3 separate regions of the Mus musculus genome follow, and regions 1 and 2 are each linked to region 3. A link is a contact called in public HiChIP or PLAC-seq data. All regions are on one chromosome and are shown on one strand. The core of a region is the stretch at or near the end of the contact, and the rest is flanking DNA. Distances in the headings are between cores, read along the strand shown.

Evidence for each region. HiChIP or PLAC-seq counts read pairs in DNA pulled down with a chosen protein or histone mark.
Region 1: a contact with region 3 is called in an H3K4me3 HiChIP or PLAC-seq map of bone marrow-derived macrophages, with 2.8 times the contacts expected there. The contact joins the enhancer-like site here to the promoter of Rtn4rl1 in region 3. A contact is called at or near these places in 8 of 39 promoter capture datasets (the C10 cell line, the HPC-7 cell line, cranial neural crest and 5 more), 2 of 15 datasets of contacts at CTCF or cohesin (CD8 T cells and the NIH/3T3 cell line), 7 of 484 Hi-C or Micro-C datasets (CD8 T cells, the G1E-ER4 cell line, bone marrow-derived macrophages and 2 more), 30 of 115 datasets of contacts at active chromatin or transcription factors (the 230-238 cell line, the NIH/3T3 cell line, the SCID.adh cell line and 18 more) and 3 of 9 other capture datasets (adipose tissue, liver and pancreatic islet).
Region 2: a contact with region 3 is called in an H3K4me3 HiChIP or PLAC-seq map of embryonic stem cells, with 23 read pairs. The contact joins the enhancer-like site here to the promoter of Rtn4rl1 in region 3. A contact is called at or near these places in 5 of 39 promoter capture datasets (the C10 cell line, the HPC-7 cell line, Sertoli cells and 2 more), 9 of 484 Hi-C or Micro-C datasets (the CH12 cell line, cerebral cortex, cortical neurons and 6 more), 14 of 115 datasets of contacts at active chromatin or transcription factors (the SCID.adh cell line, SST interneurons, bone marrow-derived macrophages and 8 more) and 4 of 9 other capture datasets (adipose tissue, liver, macrophages and 1 more).

What each region holds. Positions count from the first base shown.
Region 1 is chr11:75,323,067-75,327,133 of GRCm38.p6, forward strand. The region is part of intron 5 of Rpa1 (replication protein A1); the gene reads right to left. Among named protein-coding and RNA genes, the nearest start is that of Rpa1, 23 kb to the right of the region's middle. Within about 2 kb of position 1,580, at least 34 of the 459 cell types and tissues checked have an H3K27ac peak or open chromatin away from gene starts, as enhancers often do. A contact at or near this core is called in CD8 T cells, the G1E-ER4 cell line, the HPC-7 cell line and 4 more, where this site is marked.
Region 2 is chr11:75,374,339-75,379,065 of GRCm38.p6, forward strand. The region is part of intron 2 of Smyd4 (SET and MYND domain containing 4); the gene reads left to right. Among named protein-coding and RNA genes, the nearest start is that of Smyd4, 28 kb to the left of the region's middle. Within about 2 kb of position 2,948, at least 11 of the 459 cell types and tissues checked have an H3K27ac peak or open chromatin away from gene starts, as enhancers often do. A contact at or near this core is called in the HPC-7 cell line and embryonic stem cells, where this site is marked.
Region 3 is chr11:75,191,687-75,196,037 of GRCm38.p6, forward strand. It overlaps Rtn4rl1 (reticulon 4 receptor-like 1), which reads left to right and starts at 2,307. Exons shown (of 2, transcript NM_177708.5): 1 at 2,307-2,608. The coding sequence starts at 2,596.

The DNA of each region.
Region 1 (4,067 bases), core at 330-2,829, 130 kb after region 3:
TTAGGATCAAGCACACTTTTATAGTCAGAGCACGGAGACAAAAGGATCTAACCACAGAGTTGGTTAAATAAACAACAGAACAGCCACACCAGAACTGCTGGGGGGCGGGGGGAGGGGGGGGAGGGAAGGGGGAGAAGCTAGAATCCCAGCATTCAGGATGCAGAGGTTGGTAAACAAGTTTCAGGCTCAGTCGGGGTATAAGGTAAGACTTTATTTCACAAAAATAAATAATTTTTTTAAAGAGGACAGAAAAAAGACAGCGTAGAGAACTAGCTATCTTTTATGTAAACCATGTGGGGTACAGGAGCAGCATTTGCATTTGGTTACTTGGCGAATAGCCCTGGTAGGATAAAGAAACCTTAAACTGTGTTATCTATAAAGGGCAGCAGTGGGTGCACAATGCAGTGGGTAGGAGCCCACCCATTGCACGCCATAGTTTTGATTACAAAGTCACGCAGCTCTACTCAAAAATTAAAACAAACATTAATGCTTGTTAAAGAAACAGGGCTGCAGAGATGATGGCTCAGTGGTTAAGAGCACAGCGCCCATATGGAGGCTCTCAGCCATCTGCTTCTCCAATTCCAGGGGAAGCTAACGCCCTCTTTTGGCCTTCAAGAGCACTGCATGCACATGGTACGCTTACCTACATGCCCGCAAACATTCAAAGAAAAATACAAACTGCTATAAAACCCATATATGACCATCTTAAGATTCTTTCATTTTTTTGAGACAGGGTTTCTCTGTGTAGCCCTGGCTGTTCCAGAACTTGCTCTGCAGACCAGGCTGGCCTCCAACCCAGAGATCTGCCTGCCTCTGCCTCCACAGTGCTGGAATTAAAGGTATTTAACACACACATTATACATATCTTCCTTCTTCTTCTTCTTTTTTTAAAGCGTTTTGTTGTTTTTTGTTAAGTTTCAATTAAAAAACTACATAGTTTTATAGGCAAACATAATTAAAAATGCCAATGTGAAATAAATAATATATACATATATAACATTCTGTAATAGATTCACTCACACAACTTATATACTTAAATACAATTTTCACAATAATGAAAAGCTTTGAAATGAAGACTTCTGGATACATTAGAAACGTACCCTGAAAATCGCAAATGACGGTTTTCATTTCTTTGTGTCAGACATTAGTGTGAGTGTCTAAACTTGCATAAAGGCTCTCTTCTCTATCACTTCCTACCTATTGCAGTGGTTCTCGCTAAACCTGGAACCTGGGGCTCCTGTTCCTTGGCTGGACTACAAGGCAGCAAGTCCCAGCAATCCTCCTGTCTCACCTTTCTTGGAACCAATGTTATAAGTGTGTGTGGGCACTAGCCTTGTTACATGGCTGCTGGGACTAGAACTCTGGTCTTCAATATTAGGCATCAAGAGCTCTTAACTGCTAAGCCATCTTTCTACCCTGATTAGAATTTCTTGAAGCAAAAGAAACTCACAGATGGTCAGAGTATACACACACACACACACACACACACACATACACACACACACACACTCACACACCAAGGCTTAGTGACCACTGTGAAAAGGGAAGTGCGGTGAGGAACTGTAAAAATAAGGTGTCAGGAAAGCTCTGCACAAAATGGTGTCCTCTGGACAAGCCAGGGCCTCTGCCCTCATCAGCTCTTAGTAACTATGGTTGCCTACAGCAAACCATGCCAGGGACCACTCTAACATGGAGCTGGGATGGGCTCGAGAGGCCCTGTTATTAAAGGAGAAGCTGTAGAGAGTTGATTTGATGGATTCTAAAGTAGGGGGAATCGATTTCCTTTATCGATATGGGTCAGCCATGCTCTAGTGAGTGGCCCCACACCCACCCATGAGTATGTGTGGACAGCACACACCGGACCTGGCAAGTCAATAAAACAAAAACAAAAACAAACAAATAAACGTTCTGGTCCACCATAGTGGCTGCTCGTGGTTGGGAGCTGTCCCGCACTTATGGCAGGAAGACAGTGGCTGCAAAGAGGACAAAAGTCTCTGGAACTGATCAACTCTAGAGTCTGCTTGTTATGAGAACTGGGAAGTACCCGCTGGGACAGAAGCAGACTCTGAAGGTGATCAGGACAGAGATCACAGAAGGAGAGACTGGTTATCGGAGGAAATCTGAAACATAACTCGACGCATACTGGTCCAAACTGGTGCCCATCACTACAACAGCAGTAATTGAATTGGGCACAACATTCAGAAAACAGAAAAAGACTACAGAGTACGCACCCTGGCTATCATCAACCCAGGCGATTCTGGCACTATTGGAAGCAAGCCAGACTGGAGAAAAGGAAACAAAAAGTTATTTAACAAAACTTCCCAGAGCATGTTAAAAAAAAAAAAAAGAAAGCCAGACATGGGGGTGCACGTTTTTAACCCTAGCACTCAGGAGGCAGAGGCAGGTGAGGCAGGAGGATCCATGAGTTCGAGGCCAGCCTGGTCTGTACAGTGGGTTCCAGGAAAGCCAGGCAACAAAGAAACCCTGTCTCAAAAATCACTGACTGGGGAGAGAGGAAGTGGATCCAAGAGCAAGAGAGAGAGAGCAGAGAGAGTGGGGGTTTGGATGTCAGCGTTATTAAATGACAGCAGAAAAGATGGGCCCGACCAATGACATCCCAGAAATGGCAAAGATGAAAAAATAAACACAAGTTCTAAATATCATTTTAATAATGGCTGTGTGTCTGCTGGCTCATTCTTGTTATCCAAACAAACTAAAGCAGGGGTGGCCGGGATTTACGGCCAGCCAGGACTAGAGTGAGACACTGCTTTAAAAAAGCAATAGATGCACGCTAACCATTAATCAGCGTAACTGGAGTTTGAGGGAGGGAGTGGGCCCGGGAAGCCTGTGCCTATAAACCCAACCTGCGAGGCCTGAAGCCCGAAGGTTGAACTGAGAACATCTCAAGACAAAGCACAGGCACAATCTCTTACAAACAGTTTAAACACAATACCAGCAATAAATTGTCAGCTTTATGACAGATAGGCTGACAGGCATACCACAAAGATCGGGAAGAAGAAACGGGATTCTTGCACAACATTTTACAAATCGACACAGCTGAGCCTAGTGACAGGCCGTGATAAGCTCAAAACATGCACACTGCAAACACCACAGCATGGCCAGAGTGACAGGGTCACAGCAATACAGCAACAGAGACAGTAAGAAACATTGGAAAAGGGAAGAAGGCAAAGAGCACCACGAGAGAAAAGTTAACCCGCGATTCCATATGAGGGCCCAGCATCCCTCTCCCACCTGACAGAGAAAACCAGGAGGACGCAGCTGAAACACTGTACAACTATAAATACTCCTTCCTAGTGTAGACAGAGTTTACCAAAGGGTATCGTAATCTGAAGCACAAACATAACACTGTAAGTTACCAGAAGTTTAGACACGTTGAGAATTTAATAGAAGTTGAGACATCAAACACACGTTTGATCCTAGGGGAATTAAATTATTGGTAACAGAAAAGCTCTTTACAAAGTCTCCACATTTATAAACCAAATACACTTGTATCAGAATTGTTGTCTGAGCCAGAGGCGGCGGCACAATGGTGGCTGAGGCAGCAGGATCAAGTCTGGAGAAGCCCCTGGGTCCAGGGAGCACTAGTGAATTCAAGTAAACATTAAACATTAAATAAGAAAGACGGATTCTACAGGAGCCTAGACACCCTGTAAGGTCAGTACTACTAAGATACCAAAACCAAACTGACTCAGGGGGCTGATGAGATGGCTCAGTGGCTAAGGGCATGCACTGCTCTTGCAGAGGACCTGAGTTCAGTTCCCAGAACCCGTATCAGGCAGTTCGCCCACCTGTAATGTACCAGAGACCCTAAACATTTCTATCCTCCAAGCACAGACACACATAAACATAATTAAAAATAAATCTTAAAAAAAAATCTCTCGTGGACAGACAGCAAAAAATACTGAACGAAATCTAATCAGGTAGACTCAGCAAAGCAAATCCAAATATGCGAAAAGGATAATACAATGCAAATCCAGACTTATCCCAGAAACCCCAGGTCGCTTTAGCATCCAAAAAATTCAATCATCATAATTCACCGTATTAGC
Region 2 (4,727 bases), core at 1,698-4,197, 180 kb after region 3:
AGCTCTTCGTATACTAGTAGCAAGCCATATAGAAAAGAATGAAGTTAGACTTTTGTACACTATACAAAATTAAGTGAAACAGACATGACAAACTTAAAGAGCTAAAACTATAAATCTCTTGAAAGAAACTCTTCATGACTGGATTTGGCAGTGATTACGGGATGTGTCAATAGCATGGCCATTAAAAGAAGAAATAAACTGAATTTTAGTCAGATTAAACTGTTGAGAATCAAAAGAGTATCAAAAGAATAAAAACAGCCCAGAATGGAAGCCCCCAAAATGGAAGCAAATACTTGTTAATCATTTTCATCAGGGTATTAATATGCAGAGCTAATGAAGAACTCCCACAACTCAACAACAATTTTTTAAAACTCCAATTAAAAAAACAAGCAAATAACTTGAATCAACATCGCCAAAGAAGATGATACACAAACAGCCAATAAACATATGAAACGATGCCTTCCCACATTAATGATCAGAGAAATGCAAATCAACACTGAGATAAGATACCACTTCACAGTCATTAGGCAGCTGTTACTCAAAAACAAAAACAGAAATGGTGGTGAAGATGTGTAGAAGTGGGAACCCTTCTCGTAGCCAGTGGGAATGTAAAATGATACAACCATTGTGGAAAATTGCTTGAAAGTTAGAGAATTATTGTATGGTGCAGTAATCCCACTTCTGGGTTTATACCCCAAAGAATTGAAAGCAGGATGTGAGCAGATACTTGCACACCAGTGTTCATAGCAGCATTTTCCACAGTAATCAGAAGTGGAAAACACATTTTCTTGGTGTCTTATTGCTGTGAAGAGACACCATGACCATGGCAACTCTTAAAACTCTCATTTCAATGGGGCTGACTTCCAGTTTCAGAAAGTTAGTTCATTGTCGTCATTGGTGGCATGCAGGGCCAGAGCAGCCTCTGGCTGAGGAATGAGCTGAGGTGAAACAGAGTTGGATGAAGACTAAAGACTGATGATCCCTGGCCTTGTAATCTTACTGCTTATGTGTTAAGTTGCTTAGTTCTCTAGCTCAAGGACATCTTGCTGGCCAAGCAAGAGGCCTAGGACTTGCTAACGCTTTGTGAACCAGAGAGAAAAGAAAAAGAAGAAAGGATGAATTCAAGCACACACATAGACATACAGGCACACACATTCTGTCTGGGGGGCCCAACCTCTCACTTGTCTCATCAACTTCCCAAGTGTTCATGCATACTTATATACATACACATATACCTACCTACACATGTATGTATATACATACATATAGATAAACATACATACATACATACACACACACACATATTTATTTGGGTGGATGGAGCAGAGCCCAGATGCCACACCTTATTTCTTTCTCTCTGTCCTTCTATACCTTTATAGACACAAGTTCTTTAGAAAATTATCTCATAGATAAAATTTATAAAAAGGAAAGTTACAGTAGAATGTTGATAGTTAATTTCAAAGCAGTGTTTTATTCTTTAAGCTCAAAACAACAGTTTATCCATGGTCTTGTTCATCATATCACACACTTGTGGCTTCATCCTTGGACCTGATCTAGAATGAATATTTTTCCTTGATCACAAATTTGTCCCAAGCATGTCTCTTTTTGGTGTAGTTGTGAAAGCTCATTGTATTCTTTATTATGCAGCCTTTACTTACTTTTCTTTTTGTTTTGTTTTTCAAGACAGGGTTTCTCTGTGTAGCCCTGGCTGTCCTGGAACTCACTCTGTAGACCAGGCTGTCCTCGAACTCAGAAATCCGCCTATCTCTGCCTCCGAAGTGCTAGGATTAAAGGCATCTGCCACCACTGCCCAGCCACATTCTATTCTTGATTCTGACGTTATTACATCTTTCTGGCAAACCAACTAAACTATCTCCTAAAGCTTTCTTCCTAAAATTATTTAAATCAAATCAGGAATTTTATAAAATCATTTATTCATCTAAACAGCATTAATTTGTGAAAGTTCATCTTTATGTTGATCTGCAGGAAATATGCCCAATAGGATGGGCTAAAGCTCAGGAGTCATTATACTAAATAACAGTGACAAGAAAAGGCATGTCGTAATTAAGCAGCAATCCTGGGATGAAGTCTCTTGGAACCTTCCCTCTCAGAGCTCGCCTCTCAAAAGCCATGCAAAAAACAGTGGACCATCTCTGGAAAAGTTGCTTGCCTGCCCTTAGCCTTTCCTAGATGACTCCTAACAATGCAGACAGGCATGACGCTGGAGAAGTGGCTGAGAGGTTCATATCCATGTCTGTACATAGTCTTCTGTATTAACTGTTGTCTCCAAGGCTTATTACTCTCTCCGTCTGCTAACCTAGGCCTAGCCCTGGAAGCGTCTAGCCTCCATGCAGTCTAATCTAGGTCTAAGATGTTTTTAGCCTCTGAGATTTGCTGCTGAGTAAGCTCATCTTTTCTAGTTCTTTCTGGATTCTGTTGGCTAGTTTAACTCAGCTGTTGCTGCTCAAACTCCTTTCCAAGCTAACTGATTCAATTTGACTTCTCTCAGTTTCTGACTAAAATGCTCTGCTTAGCCTATTAACATTGGCAATCTGTCCTAATCTCCTGGCTCCTTCTCATTCTCTGGCTTGTTCTGTCTTCACCTGTTCTAGCTCTGCAACCTGTCTCTGTACAAATGCCCTGGTGAAAACCCCTCCTCCCTCTCCCTCTGCCATGCTCCCTCTTATGCTGCCTCTCTTTCCTCTCTGCTCTGTGACAGCAGATCTTTCTCTAATTCATCACTCTTAATTAAACGTCACTTTCAAACATGGGTGCTTCTTTTTATAAACTAACTTTACCTTCATTGTTTGGGATTAAAGGTGTGTATTAAGGGCATGTCTGAATTCCAGCCAGATCACATAGACCTAGAATGTCTTTGGATGTGATCAGAGCAACCTTGTTGCTGGGACCTCAAAGTGACACAATTCCTGCAACAAGGCCACTCCTACTCCAATAAGGCCACACCTTCAATTCCCTCTCTAGTACTGCTACTCAATGACTAAGCATTCAACTGTAGAAGCCTATGGGGGCTATTTTTATTTAAACCACTACACACATGAATGCCTACAAATACGTGAATGGATAGTGAAATATTATTCAGCCATTTTTTTAAACAGTGAAATTCTGTGACATGCAATAAATTAAACCTCAAAAACTTTTTGTTGTTGTTGTTTTTTGGTTTTTGGTTTGGTTTTTTTTTTGGGGGGGGTTGGATTTTTGGCTTTTTGTTTGTTTGTTTGTTTGTTTTGTTTTGGTTTTTTTTGGTTTTTTGAGACAGGGTTTCTCTGTATAGCCCTGGCTGTCCTGGAACTCACTTTGTAGACCAGGCTGGCATCGAACTCAGAAATTTGCCTGCCTCTGCCTCCCGAGTGCTGGGACTAAAGGCGTGTGCCACCACACCTGGCCCTCCTTGAAAACTTTTTATCAAGTGAAATAAGCCAAACAGACAAATATGCTCTATCCAGCAAGGCTTGGTTCTGGAAACGTGAAGAAAGCAGACATGTGTACTGTTAGGCTAGGCTGTGCTCTCACTGATGGACAGTGTCTACTGTGCTGTAACCTGGAAACTCAGCTCATTCATTGTGTACAGCTTAAGTAGGCAGGGTAGCTTGGTGGACAGTCTCTGAAGAGGAACAATCTGGGGTTACAGTCATCCAGAGGAGAAAGCTGTGATCTCTAGTTTTTAGACAGACTATCAGCATCCTCACAGGACCAGAGGAAGGCTTTGCCAATTCCCATGGGTCTGAAGTACAGACATGTCAACAGAACACATTCGTTCAGGACTTCATCCACTCCCCCACAATATTATATGGTCCTTTTGTTTTTTGAGGTTTATTTTTTGTTTGGTTTTTGCCCGGCATATGATCTTTTTATATAAGGACCTATAGTAGGGCCAGCAGGATGGCTCTGTGGTAAAGGCACTTGCCATGCAAGTCTAACAACCTGAGCTTGGTTCCTAGAACCCACAGTGGGAGGAAAGAACTAACTCCTGAAAGTTGTCCTCTGACCTCCACATGCATACCATGGCATACGTTACATGCTTATACACACATGCATGCACGAAATAAATAACTGTTAAAAAAAAAAAAAAGACAGCAGTGATAGCCAGAGGTGGTGGTGCACACATTTGTTTTCAGCACTTGGGAGGCAGAGGCAGGCAGATCATTGAGTTCAAGACCAGCCTGGTCTACAGAGTGAGTTCCAGAACAACACAGAAACCGGGCCTCAAAAGAACAAAACAAAACAAAACGACAGCAGTGATGGTTGCACGATATGATAAATGTGCATAATCATGTACTTATAAGTTGATTAATATGTATCATATAATAAAACTTGATTGTTCCATGTTACTAGTAAGAATTATTTTGGGCTGGAGAGATGCTCAGCAGTTAAGAGCACTGATTGCTCTTCCAAAGGTCCTGAGTTCACAACCATCTGTCATGAGATCTGACACCCTCTTCTGGTGTGTCTGAAGACAGCTACAGTGTACTTAGATATAATAAATAAATAAATAAATAAATCTTTTTTTAAAAGGAAAAGAATTCTTTCTGCGTGTGTGTGTGTGTGTGTGTGTGTGTGTGTGTATGTGTGTGTGTGAGGTGCATGCAGATGTGTATGCTTGCATGTGCATGTAACATGGAAGCTAGTGGAGGATGTCAGGTTCTCTGCCTTCTTTCTTTCTTTCTTTCTCTTTCTTTTTTTTTTTTTTTTTTTTTTTTTTTTTTTTT
Region 3 (4,351 bases), core at 1,057-3,556:
GTGCCAATGGCCCAATGGCTTCTCCCCAGCAGCCCTCTCATCTCCTGGGGCCTTTACCTGATCAGAGGTATGCACCACCGTCTCCCAACATTGCTGTATAGCTTCTGTCACATGTGAGCAGCCCTGCCCCCACTTAGGAAACCAGATGATACAGGATAAAGGCTGCAGTGCAAAACCATCGTGACTGTGTCCCTAAGACCTTGCCGAGCAGGACAGTGGTAACTGTCAATCAGCTTGGGCTGAGGACACTTCCATCTGTCCAGTGAGGGTCCCCCTTCCTGAGTTACTCAGCAGTCTGAGTAATTACTGCCTGATGAGAAGGCAGGCTCAATGCAACCCCCTCCCCCATTACACCACAACACCCACCAACAGCCACCCCCATTCCCTGGCTGGACTCCAAGTCAACATCCAGCCCTCCTAAATCCCAAAATAACTGCTTCTCACACTCACACCGCCCAAGTCTGCCCAATACATTGGAGTCGATGGGGCAAGGGGTTCATGGGGAGGCGGCACGGGAAGGTGGGAAAGTGAATAGCAAAGCCCTCATCCTGGCCCACAGTTTAGTACTGATTACTGGATGCTGCTGAGCAAGTCAGCTAGCCTCTCTGGGCCTTAGTTTTGTGTCTCCACAGCTCTGTTCTAAGAGTTTAGTTTGCCAGGGCTCAGGTGGTGCAGGTTCCTGCAGCTGGCAGGAACTAAGGAATACCTCACTTTGTGTTCCCAACCCTAGAAGGACCAAGCTGAAGAATGTTCTAAACAAGGTTACTTCAAACATTTGTGCAGTCTTTCCTTTCCAGGTGTCCTCTCTGCTCCACCTGTTGAACCCAGACTTTCTGAGGGAGAATCAGGTCTGATTCTCCCTCACACTCAGCTCAAACCAGGGGCCGGGACCTTAGGGTTCTGAGTATCTGTATTCGTGCCAGTGATAATGGCCTTGCTTCTGACTTCTGATCACCCCTCCAAGTTTACTCCACAGAGAACTTAGATCTCTGGTTAGATGGCAGCTGTCACATTAGCTCCACTTCCACCCCATCCCCCACTCGCATCCCGGATCAGCTCCAGAGCAACACCCTCTTTGTCTTTCTTCCAGACACTTCCATCATCTGAACTTTTCTCTTTTTGTCCTATTAGAGTATAAACTCAAGGAGGACAGGGACCTTCTCTTTTTCACTGGCTGAATTTCCACATAGTGTAATACATAAAACTCTAATATGTTCAACGAGTGACCTGGCCCAGTCTTTTTCCTCTTAGGGAGTCCTTCTTATCCCGGGCCAGTAGGGGGTGCCGGCCTCCACCTAGGATCTCTGCTGGCTTGAACCTTCTCCACACTTGGCCCAAAGGGCCCTTGCAGGACCGACCGGCTTTTCAGGCGGTACCTCCTCCCTGTTTGGAGAATCCTCTCATGGGTGGGGTCTGTGTAGGACTAAAGGGGACCGGGGAGGCCTTCCAGCCAGAGATAGCCCACCTGAACTCCCATAGTTCTTTATACGATTTTCAACTGGACATCCCCAAATGCTAGCTGTCCCGCACATCTCCCCCCAAAGAACAGTGTCTTGGAACTCTGGATGGGCGGGCGGGGTGGGGGGAAGGCTATGTCGCCGGAGCAGTTCTGGGCAGGGAAGAGCCGTCGAGCCTCACAGGAAGGAAGGGACGCGGGTCAGAGAGGAGACGGGGCAAGGGTGTTGGACTTGTCATCGGGGCTCAGGGCCGGTACACTGTTCCAGCCGCTTCTCTTGATGACCTCCAGCAGCGAAGGGCAAACAGGCGGGGGCTGGGCTGCGGGTGCGTGCTCGGAGAAGCCTGCGGGGCCGGGGAGGGCGATTACAGTGGCCGGACGACCCGCGGATGACTGGGGCAGGTACTTGGACGGACGCGGGCCGAGGATCATCCCCGGGGGCAGGTGCAGCGAAAACACCTTGGAAGGCGGCGCCGCACGGCTGAGCGCCGCTGCCCTGGGAATAGGACGGCGCTCCGCACCGCGAGCTGAGAGCACTTTCATAAATTTTGTATGGGAGGCGCTCCGTGAGCGGGGGCGGGGAACGGAGCGGGAGGGAGGGAGCTGAAGAGCGAGGGAGGGAGGGAGGAGGAAGAGAGGTGGGGGAAGCCGGGGGGAGGAAGGGAGGCGCCCCGCTCGGCGGATCGCTCGGTCCTGCAAACGCGCGCCGGGCGCTTTCCCGGAGCTAGGCTGTGCGTACGAGCGCCCTTTTGCAGCAGCCGCTGCCCGAGGGGGCGGGGAAGAGGGGACATCGGCTGGCCGGCTAGGGGGCGGCGTCCCCCCTCAAAACCGCCTGCAAAGTGTTTGGGGCGGCAGAATCAGGCCGCCGGCTCGGCGGAGCAAGCCACTCGCCCGGGGCTGAGCGAGCGCACCGCGTTGGTTGGCAGCGCCGCGGTTGCTAGCAGGCGCCGGTGCCCTGAGCACCGGGTTTGGGCTCACCATGCCCCTGCGGGACCGGGCCGCCGGGCACAAGCGGATTCCCGGCTTGCCCCCGCCTCGACGCGCTCGGATTAGCTGCAGCTGGCGCCCAGGGATTTGAATCTGGACCCCAGGAGGGAGCGCGCCTAGGCCGACCTCGGAGCGGCGGCCCCGCGGCCAACATGCTTCGCAAAGGTGAGTTGGAACCTCAGGGGCAAGTTGGAGTTGCATGGAACCGGGCCGAGCAACAAGCCCCGGGAGCCGTCGAACGCCAGGGAAATGGGTCCCGGAAGCAGCCCCCTGCTAGATGGCTGGCTTTTGTCACAGGCACCCGCCGTGCGCCTGCTGCTGGAGCTGAGCTCCCGTTGGTGGCCTGTTGAGAGACATGGGGTTTGTTCATGGGGTTTGTTCATGGATCGAGTGGCCAGGCCTCAGGGATCTGTCTTGAGGGTTCAGAGACCAGAGTGAGAAACCTTTGATAAAAAGGGAGCTGTCCTCCTGGGACCTTTGCCTCTCCATTATAAAGTTTTGCACTTGCAGGCTCCATCCCCTGCGCAGGCACCCGCCCCTGCTTCTGCTGCTTCAGCACTGAGTACAACCCGCGCTTGGGTGCAGGCAGCGGTCAGTCACCGCGCGGCCCCGGCGTTCACCACCGTTCCTAACTCCGGAGGCGCGCCGGAACGCAGGCATCTTCCCAGCATCCTACCCTTATCCCCGGGGACCAGCCCTGAGCATTTAGCGACCGAGGGTGGGGAGTGTCAAGTGCCAGAAGTCCGGTTCCTTAAACTTTCCTAATGCCTGGATCAGAGGGACGCAACCGCCAAGGCCATGTTGGCAGTGTGCGCGGCCAGAGCCAGGTTCAACTTAACGGGCGCTGGCTCGGTGACCACCTCGCCAGACTCCCCGGCAGCAGGAGCGGAGCAAAGTTGGCGCGGGTGCCGGGGAAGTCCTGCCGCGCCCCCACGTGGTTGCCGTTCTAGGTGCTGTCCCTCCGGCCCAGAAAGGGCAGGTGACCACACGTGAGCCCGCGGACCCGTTACCCTCTGCTCCCCTCCTCTGCGTGTCTCTTTGCTCTGAGGTCCCAGTGTACTAGCTGTGGCGCCCCGCTGGGATTCCCCTGTCCCTTGCCTCGGCCCGGCGGCTGCTGAGCCTTGGTGCCTGATGCTAGCTGCTCCCGCCCTGCGGGAACCAGCTGAGGCGGGAGCTCAGGTAGCGGAGGGGCCTGATCCCTGCGCTCCAGCCTTAATCCGCCCCTGTTTCCATGGCAACAGACCGAGGTGTCGTAAGCACAGGATTCTGACCTCACAGCAGGATGGGGAAGGAGAAAGCGGGCAGGGGGTGGTGGCAGAGGTGGGGGGAGCGAAGCCCTGAGATGGGCGGAGAGAAGCAGATACCGGGAGATGAGAGACCCAGATAAGCAGGTCAGACAGGTGGGTGAAAAGCCACGCCTTCGTTATGAGTCGAAAAGACTGAGTGGTGGTCCAGCCTCAGGCAACCACGGAGGTTTGGTTGCCTCACCGTGTAAGAACAATCACAAACTTGTGTGACTTGTGCCCTCCACGTGGGTCGGTACAGTAAGAAGATGGGGGGTTGGGGGGGGACACGACACATTGCCTCTTTTTCGTTGTGGTGTGGGGCAAGTCTCTGCAGTAGTTAGAAGAACCGCTTTACTGTTTAACACCCCAGTTCCTTTTCCTACAGAAAGACACGGAAAGTCACTTCAGCAACTCAGCAGTGCTGGAGTGCAGGCCAGTGTGTGTGCACAGGGAAGGTGATTTTTACTGAGCTGGAGACAGTGGAGTCTGAGAAGCCTGGGCATGGACCATGTAGACTTGCTCTAGTGGGGAAAGCTTCCCAGACAATTTTGAAAAGGCTGCCATGTCTGGGCTGCAGGTCTGTGATGGAGATAATGGGGAAGAACTGACATCTCATTTCCCT